Linked DNA regions of Mus musculus: region 2 is linked to region 1. Evidence: chromatin contacts called from public HiChIP or PLAC-seq data. All regions are on one chromosome and are shown on one strand. The core of a region is the stretch at or near the end of the contact, and the rest is flanking DNA. Distances in the headings are between cores, read along the strand shown. Region 1 holds the start of Serpind1 (serine (or cysteine) peptidase inhibitor, clade D, member 1). Region 2 holds the start of Crkl (v-crk avian sarcoma virus CT10 oncogene homolog-like).

What was found. HiChIP or PLAC-seq counts read pairs in DNA pulled down with a chosen protein or histone mark.
Region 2: a contact with region 1 is called in an H3K4me3 HiChIP or PLAC-seq map of embryonic stem cells, with 16 read pairs. The contact joins the promoter of Crkl here to the promoter of Serpind1 in region 1. A contact is called at or near these places in 3 of 484 Hi-C or Micro-C datasets (liver and pancreatic cancer cells), 3 of 115 datasets of contacts at active chromatin or transcription factors (bone marrow-derived macrophages and embryonic stem cells) and 1 of 9 other capture datasets (pancreatic islet).

Annotation. Positions count from the first base shown.
Region 1 is chr16:17,329,562-17,332,945 of GRCm38.p6, forward strand. It overlaps Serpind1 (serine (or cysteine) peptidase inhibitor, clade D, member 1), which reads left to right and starts at 1,810. Exons shown (of 5, transcript NM_008223.4): 1 at 1,810-1,886. The region is part of intron 19 of Pi4ka (phosphatidylinositol 4-kinase alpha); the gene reads right to left.
Region 2 is chr16:17,449,577-17,453,397 of GRCm38.p6, forward strand. It overlaps Crkl (v-crk avian sarcoma virus CT10 oncogene homolog-like), which reads left to right and starts at 2,409. Exons shown (of 3, transcript NM_007764.5): 1 at 2,409-3,212. The coding sequence starts at 2,902.

The DNA of each region.
Region 1 (3,384 bases), core at 560-3,059:
AGATAAATTCCTCTTTCTATTGTTTTGGCCATGATGTTTATCACAGCAATAGAAAGAAGCACAAAATGGAGCTGTGCCTCCTGCCTCCTCCCTGGTTTTCTCTGTGAACGTGTACACACAGGTTCAGTAACTGAGAATGGGTAACATTTCTGGGCATTTACTGTGTGTTGGTCACTATTCTGAGTTCAGTTTTACAGCTCCCTTACATAACAAGCATATTTTAAAAATTATTTTTTAAATTCTATTTTTAAAATTATGTGCATGTGTGAGCATTTCTGCATTTGAGTGCAGGTGCTCTTGAAGGCCAGAGGTAGCAGAGCCCCTCAAGTTGGAATTTCAAGCAGTCATGAGTCACTTGATATGGTACTGGGAATTGAGCCTGAGTACTCTGCCAGAGCAGTAGTTTGAGTCATCTGTGGTGTCTGAATAAGAGGCTCATATGTGTGAAAACTTGGTCCCTAGCTGTGGAACTGTTTGTCAAGGACTAGGAGGTGTGTATTTTGGGTGGTGTTTGACATTTCAAAAGACTTGGCCCACTCCCAGTGTGCCCTTGCCTCCTGCTTGTAGTTCATGTGAACTCTTGAAGTTCCTGTGGTCATGCCTTCACTCTACCATCACAGACTCTAACCCTCTGCAAACTTAAGTCCTATTAACCCTTTCTCCTGTAACATACCACAGCAAAAGTACCTAACATACCACATCCAGCATTTTTTCTTTACAGGAGAGAATGCTAACTATAGTTTCAGTCAAGGTGCTCAATATGGTTTCCTAAGACAGAAAAGTGACATCCAAGTGACACCCACATACTGCTCTGCAAGGAAGATGCACCAAAGAGAAACAGCATTTAAGTACCAAGGGCTCAGAGCCTGCTAGGGCTGAAGCTGCAAAGCAGTCCCTAATAGACTGGAGAGTCTCTCTGAGCAACTCGATGCTGCTCCTGGTAGAGATGTATGTGGAGTTAACACACACACACACACACACACACACACACACACACACACACACACACACACACATTCTCTCCCTCCCTCTCTCTCACTTATACACACATACATGCACACACACTCTCTCATACAAACACACACACACTCTCTCACACACACATTCTCTTTCAGACACACACACGCACAAAGACACATATATACACTCTCACACAGATACAACTTAGTACAATATAATCCAAAGATATATTAATTTGGTAACTATATGCTGAGGAATGACAGTAAAAACAACATTTTAAAAGTTTTTGAGGGCAAGACATAGTGGTACATGCCTTCAATTTCAACACTCAGGAGGCAGAGACAGGCAGATCTCTTGTGAGTTCAAAGCCAGTCTGGTCTACATAGTGACAGCCAGGGCTACACTGAGAAACCCGTCTTGAAAACAAACAAACAAACAAACAACTCCAAAGGTCTACACCAATTTATGCATTTCCTAAGTCACCAACCTTAACTTTCCCCTTCCCCTTTCAGTGAGGAAAAAGCTTCCCGTGAACTTAAGGTAACTCCATCTATTGTGTAGCAGCCTTCACACAGACGGAGACCCAGCAGGGGAAGACATGGCTCCCAGGACACTGAACAGTGCCTCAGGTATGCATAACTTCAGCGAGATGTGCTGAACAAGATGGTGCAGACGTGCTGACACAGATAGGAACACTCAACAGCCACACAGCAGCCACACAGAACTGTAGTTTGGAAGTAGCTTGTCCCTAAGTGATCAAAGTGAGCTGAAAGGGTTCTGCTGACAAAGCTACTTGAGTGGTGTTTGAGTTAGGACATATTTGCTTTGGAAAACACACAACAGCCCAGCACCAAAGTTCACATTGAAACCTGCTGCTGACCTTCTCTGGTCTCATCTCTGCCACACCACTGCTCAGAGGTACAGAGGTAAGTTTGGTTTCTAACATTTTTTGCCAATTATAAATTTTTATTTTTAATGCTTAGAGCTAAACAATTGGTTCCTTTATTGAGAAAAGAATATGTTATTTTTAAAATTTAGTTTAATATTCTTTAAAATTTAGTTTAATGTTTAGTTTAATATTAATATTGGTACAACTGACAAAAATGGAATTTGAATTTTAAGAGACAAGATTATTATACCTTTGATACTTTATACTGGAAACTGGGCATGGCAGCACAAGATTGAAATTCCAGCACTTGTAGCCCCTGGGTATCTATCACCCTAGGGCACAAAATCAATTTCTTTTCAAATTAGATAATTGTCTAGTGATTAAGAATGAGAATATTCTTGTTCTAGAGGAAGTTTCCACCTAAGCATTACTATTAAAGGTTAGAGGAATGTAAGAGATCTAACCTCAAAATGCCCAGAAAACGTGTACATATGTTGATACATATACATGTACCCCCCCATGTGCACCACATCACATCATACACACACACCACACATACACACGCACATACACCATACCACACGACACACACACCAACACACCCCACACATATACCACACCATACCACACCACACCACACACATATCATACCACACCACATACCATACCACACACACACACCACACCACACCACACACATACACACACCACACACACACATACCACACCGTGACACACACACACCACATCACACCACACACGCACACAACAGTAAAGGGAACACAGTGGCTGCTCTGCTACTCTATTCTTTCAATTCTTCTGTAAGTTTGAAGTTATTTTAACATAAAAAGGTTTCCCTTCTTGCTTGTTCTGTTTGGATCTGGAGAGATCACAGTAGGAAATGGTGTTCTTTATGACACATATACAAAAAGGCCAACTCCAATCCATGCAACTCTCAAGAATACACTATATGATGTTCCCATGAAAACAAAATTTTGATGAATATCTTAAAATTATAGCACTTTAATTCAAAGACAGCAATTTGAACGCATACACAACTTACAGGTATTTTTAAATGCCTTAATTTTTTTTTAATGAAACTGATGAGCAATATAGAAAGATTTATCTGTCAGATCGTTAATTTTCAATGCATAAAATAACTACATTTTTTCCTTTCTCTAAGAAGAGAATAATGAAAATTATGGCTTATGGCTTTTGGACATACCTTCAGGAACAGGGTATATGATGCTTACCCTTCAGAACCAACCCAACCCAACCCAACCTAACCAAACCAGAATGTGTTCTGAGTTCCAGGATAAGATGAAGAACATCTTTTCTATTTGGGCTCAGACTAGTCTCCTTGAACCTACATTAATTCAAGTTGGCTTTTCTTTTGTTCTTTAACATTATTGTAACTACTGTTTTAGCCAAGGAAATTTTTAACTGTAATCATAAAAAGGCTTCCATTAAGTTTTTTTATTTGTGCATATGCACTTGTCTGTTCAAGTATGCACCACATTGTGCAGACTGCCAGA
Region 2 (3,821 bases), core at 1,159-3,658, 120 kb after region 1:
TGGCTCACAACCATCCGTAATGAGATCTGATGCCTCTTTTGGGTGTCTGAAGACAGCTACAGTGTACTTACATATAATAATAAATCTTTAAAAAAAATAAATAGGAAGAGAGTGGCATGAAATATCCTGTTCTAGTCATGACATGGTAGTGGCCCTCATGAACTCACAGCTGGTTTTCTGCACAGGATCAAGCCCATCTTCAGAATTCTCAGGAAAAAAGCCAGGTGTGTTGGTATGTGTTTGTGATATCAATGTTGGAATGCAGAGGCAGTTACAACTTTGCCATTCACTGCTTAGCCAGCCTAATCTACCTGGTGGGCCCTATACCAATGAGAAAGCCTATCTCAAAAACATGATGTTGCCTATGCTGGCTTCGAACTTTCCATCCTCCTGCTCAACCTCTGAGAGAGCTAAGATCATAAGCCTGTGTTATTTTTTCTTCTTTTTGTGGCAGGGTATTTTTAATGTACCACCACTGGCCTGTGTGTTAATATATAGACCAGGATGGCCTCAAACTTGGAACTAATTGAATCCTGCCTCTGCCACAAGAGAGCTGGGATTATACATGCACCACCAGAGCTGGCTAGAAGATAAGTCCTGGAGGTCTCATGGTGAGGCACAGAATGACTGAATAGCCCATCTAGTCACTGATTTGAACTTCAACCATGAGTTGAACTCAGTCAAATTAAATATCTGAGCTATACAAATTTCACTTGCGACTAGAGCAATATGAAAGCATGTTTTTATTTATGTGTGTGTTGTGTGAGTGCAGGCATGTGTATTACCACTCTACACAGAATTTTAGAGGACACCTTAAGTTGATTGTCCTTCCATCTTCAGACCCAGGGATCCAATTCAGGTGTTTAGGCTTGGCTGGCAAGAGCTTACTTCCTGAGACATCTTCCTAGCCCCCATGAAGCATCTCTGGTTATGCCAAGTTACAAAAAGGCACTAGACCTTGACATTTTCCCCTTCGCTTACTTACCACTGGGATGGAATCACCAGTTATTACCCTACAATCTAAGAATTGCTAAACATGGGAAATGTAAACGGCCAGAACAAGACTTTAGTGATAGAGATCTAAGTAGGAGTTCTCCTGTATTCCTCACTTTTGAGATTTCTCCCTCCCCTAACTTCCTCCCCATTTTTGTTGGGTTTCATAGAGCTCAGCTGCCTTGAACTCATGATCCTCCTGCCTCCATCTCCTAGTGATGGGATTATTGGTATGTGTCACCACCACTGGCTTGGGACATGCCTTCCTGTTTATCTAATTTGGGAATGCTATGACCAATAATCCAGCATCTGTTTTTGTGGTGATTTTTCACAATAGTCATTCATTTAACAAATTTCTGATCATTCAAGACTAGATGTGGATTTAAGGCAGGCAAAATATAGGTAAATAAGACAGTATTCTGTGGTATTAAAATTTCATCCTAGCCTGTTGGTGGTCAGAGTTAGTTCCAGGACAGCCAGGGCCACACAGAGAATTCCTATCTTGATAGATAGATAGATAGATAGATAGATAGATAGATAGATAGGCCGGGCAGTGGTGGCGCATGCCTTTAATCCCAGCACTTGGGAGGCAGAGGCAGGCGGATTTCTGAGTTCGAGGCTAGCCTGGTCTACAAAGTGAGTTCCAGGACAGCCAGGACTACACAGAGAAACCCCGTCTCTAAAAAACCAAACAAATAATTAAATAAATAGGTACTAGTCGGGTTGGAGGGAGAAATATGTCAAGGGAGGCAGAGCTGAAACTGAGCAACGTGGAATGGCAGGAAATGAACTGTTGCAGAGCAACAGGCTTCAGGCCAGACACAGGTGTTGCATTTCACTTGTTACACTTTACAGCCGGTAGTGTCCAGTCATCCTCACCAACACACTGTCCTCCTCGTAAAGTATTAGTCAAACTGATCTTCACCATCATTCCACGTGTACCAAGGAGGATCACCTAGGGCAGGCGTTATTTGATAGGTTATTCAGTAACCTATTTGATGGTCACCTCACTCCCTAGGTCATGCCCTTCCTGAGCCACCTGATTTACCAGGGCCTTCTGGCTCGCAATCATCTGACGGCCACGCCTTCTTGGCCGGACACTCAGCAACCACTCTACGCTTTGTTCACAGAAACAGGTTTTCAAAACGCTGTTCCCTCTCGGCTCCAGCTGTTTTCCTGCCAAGCCCGGGAAGCCTGACAGCAGCAGCTTCTCGGCGGCTGCTTTGCGGTCCAGGAAGGGCCTGACCCTCTGCCTCCTCCCGGAACGCGGGAGCCCGCGCGAGTGGCTCACGCTGGGACCCTCGCGAACGCACTCCTGATTGGCAGCGCCCAGTGACGTCAAAGGAAGGGCCTCCGCGGTGGAGGGGGTAGAGCCCAGCTCCGCGCGTGCGCAGATTGAATGCGCTGGACCAAGGGGGAGGTGCCCGGCTGCTTCTCCCGCGTCCGCCATTTTGTTGCTGTGGCTATTGGGAGCGGGCTGGGTAAGACTGCTCGGGAGGCGCGACTCTTGTTGGAGTGCGGTGCTTCGTGTGACCGCGGGGATCGGTGCAGGCTCTTGAGGCTGTGGAGCCGGCGGCGGGTTCCAGGACAGAAGTCACTGGAGCCTCCCCTGTACTCCGGCCAGCTGAGAAGCCCGAGGCGGCCTCCGCTACTGCTCAGCTTCGCCCACCTCGACCCCGGGGCTTTGCCCAGTGTTCCCGGACCGGCTCTCCGTGAGGCGGCCCGGTGCAGGAGGGCGGTGGCGGAGGATGCTGCGGGGCCCGGAGCCTAGAGGAACGTCCTGACCAAGCCCTCTGATTGTTCCTCGAAGTGTTCTGAGAGGCCCTTCCTCGACCCCAAAGCCGACAGCGGGTAAAGGCTTCCCAAGCAAGAGAGCCGCAGACGCCGCCCATCCCCGAGCCCAACACCATGTCCTCCGCCAGGTTTGATTCTTCAGACCGCTCTGCCTGGTACATGGGGCCAGTGACTCGCCAGGAGGCGCAGACTCGTCTCCAAGGCCAGCGCCATGGCATGTTCCTAGTCCGGGACTCATCTACCTGCCCCGGGGACTATGTACTGTCCGTGTCCGAGAACTCGCGTGTCTCGCACTACATCATCAACTCCCTGCCCAACCGCCGCTTTAAGATCGGGGACCAGGAGTTTGACCATTTGCCGGCCTTGTTAGAGTTCTACAAGATCCACTACCTGGACACTACCACCTTAATCGAACCGGCGCCCAGGTACGCGAGCTCCTGCCCTTCTCCGGTTCAGAACTTGACCGGATGCGAAGGGTCGGTCAAAGATTAAATTTTGGGGGTAGGGTAGGGGATAGAACTCCTTTTCCTCATTCTAAATCAGAAGACATTCGGATTATAAGGCCAATATCAGGATCTGGGTCATTGGATGAAAGGATGCATTTTATTTAGACATTTAGCAGTGCTGCTTGCATTGTTTAAATGCACCCCTAACCCCCCACATATATACACAGTTTTGCCACTTTACTTGACTGTAATACTAATGCAGAATGCTTATTAACGACGCTAAAAATATAGACTTCCTTGAGATTCTGAAGATAGCCATGACTCCTCCTTTCTCGAAATTCTTGTACACCATTTAAGGTTTTTGTAACTCCTGCATTTTTCAACTAACTTTAGGTTACAAAGTGGCCTTCGGCCTTTGGAATAATCCTTAAAATGGATCGAAAGTGTAGAAATCTCAGAATCTGATTCTCTAGCACTCATTTTTAAAACTGGGATTACCAAGAGAAGACAGTGGGATTATATTTGAAGAAATTTGTATCCTCACCGTTCCTTCCTCAGGGGTGGGAAGTGTATTTACCTAAATTCTAC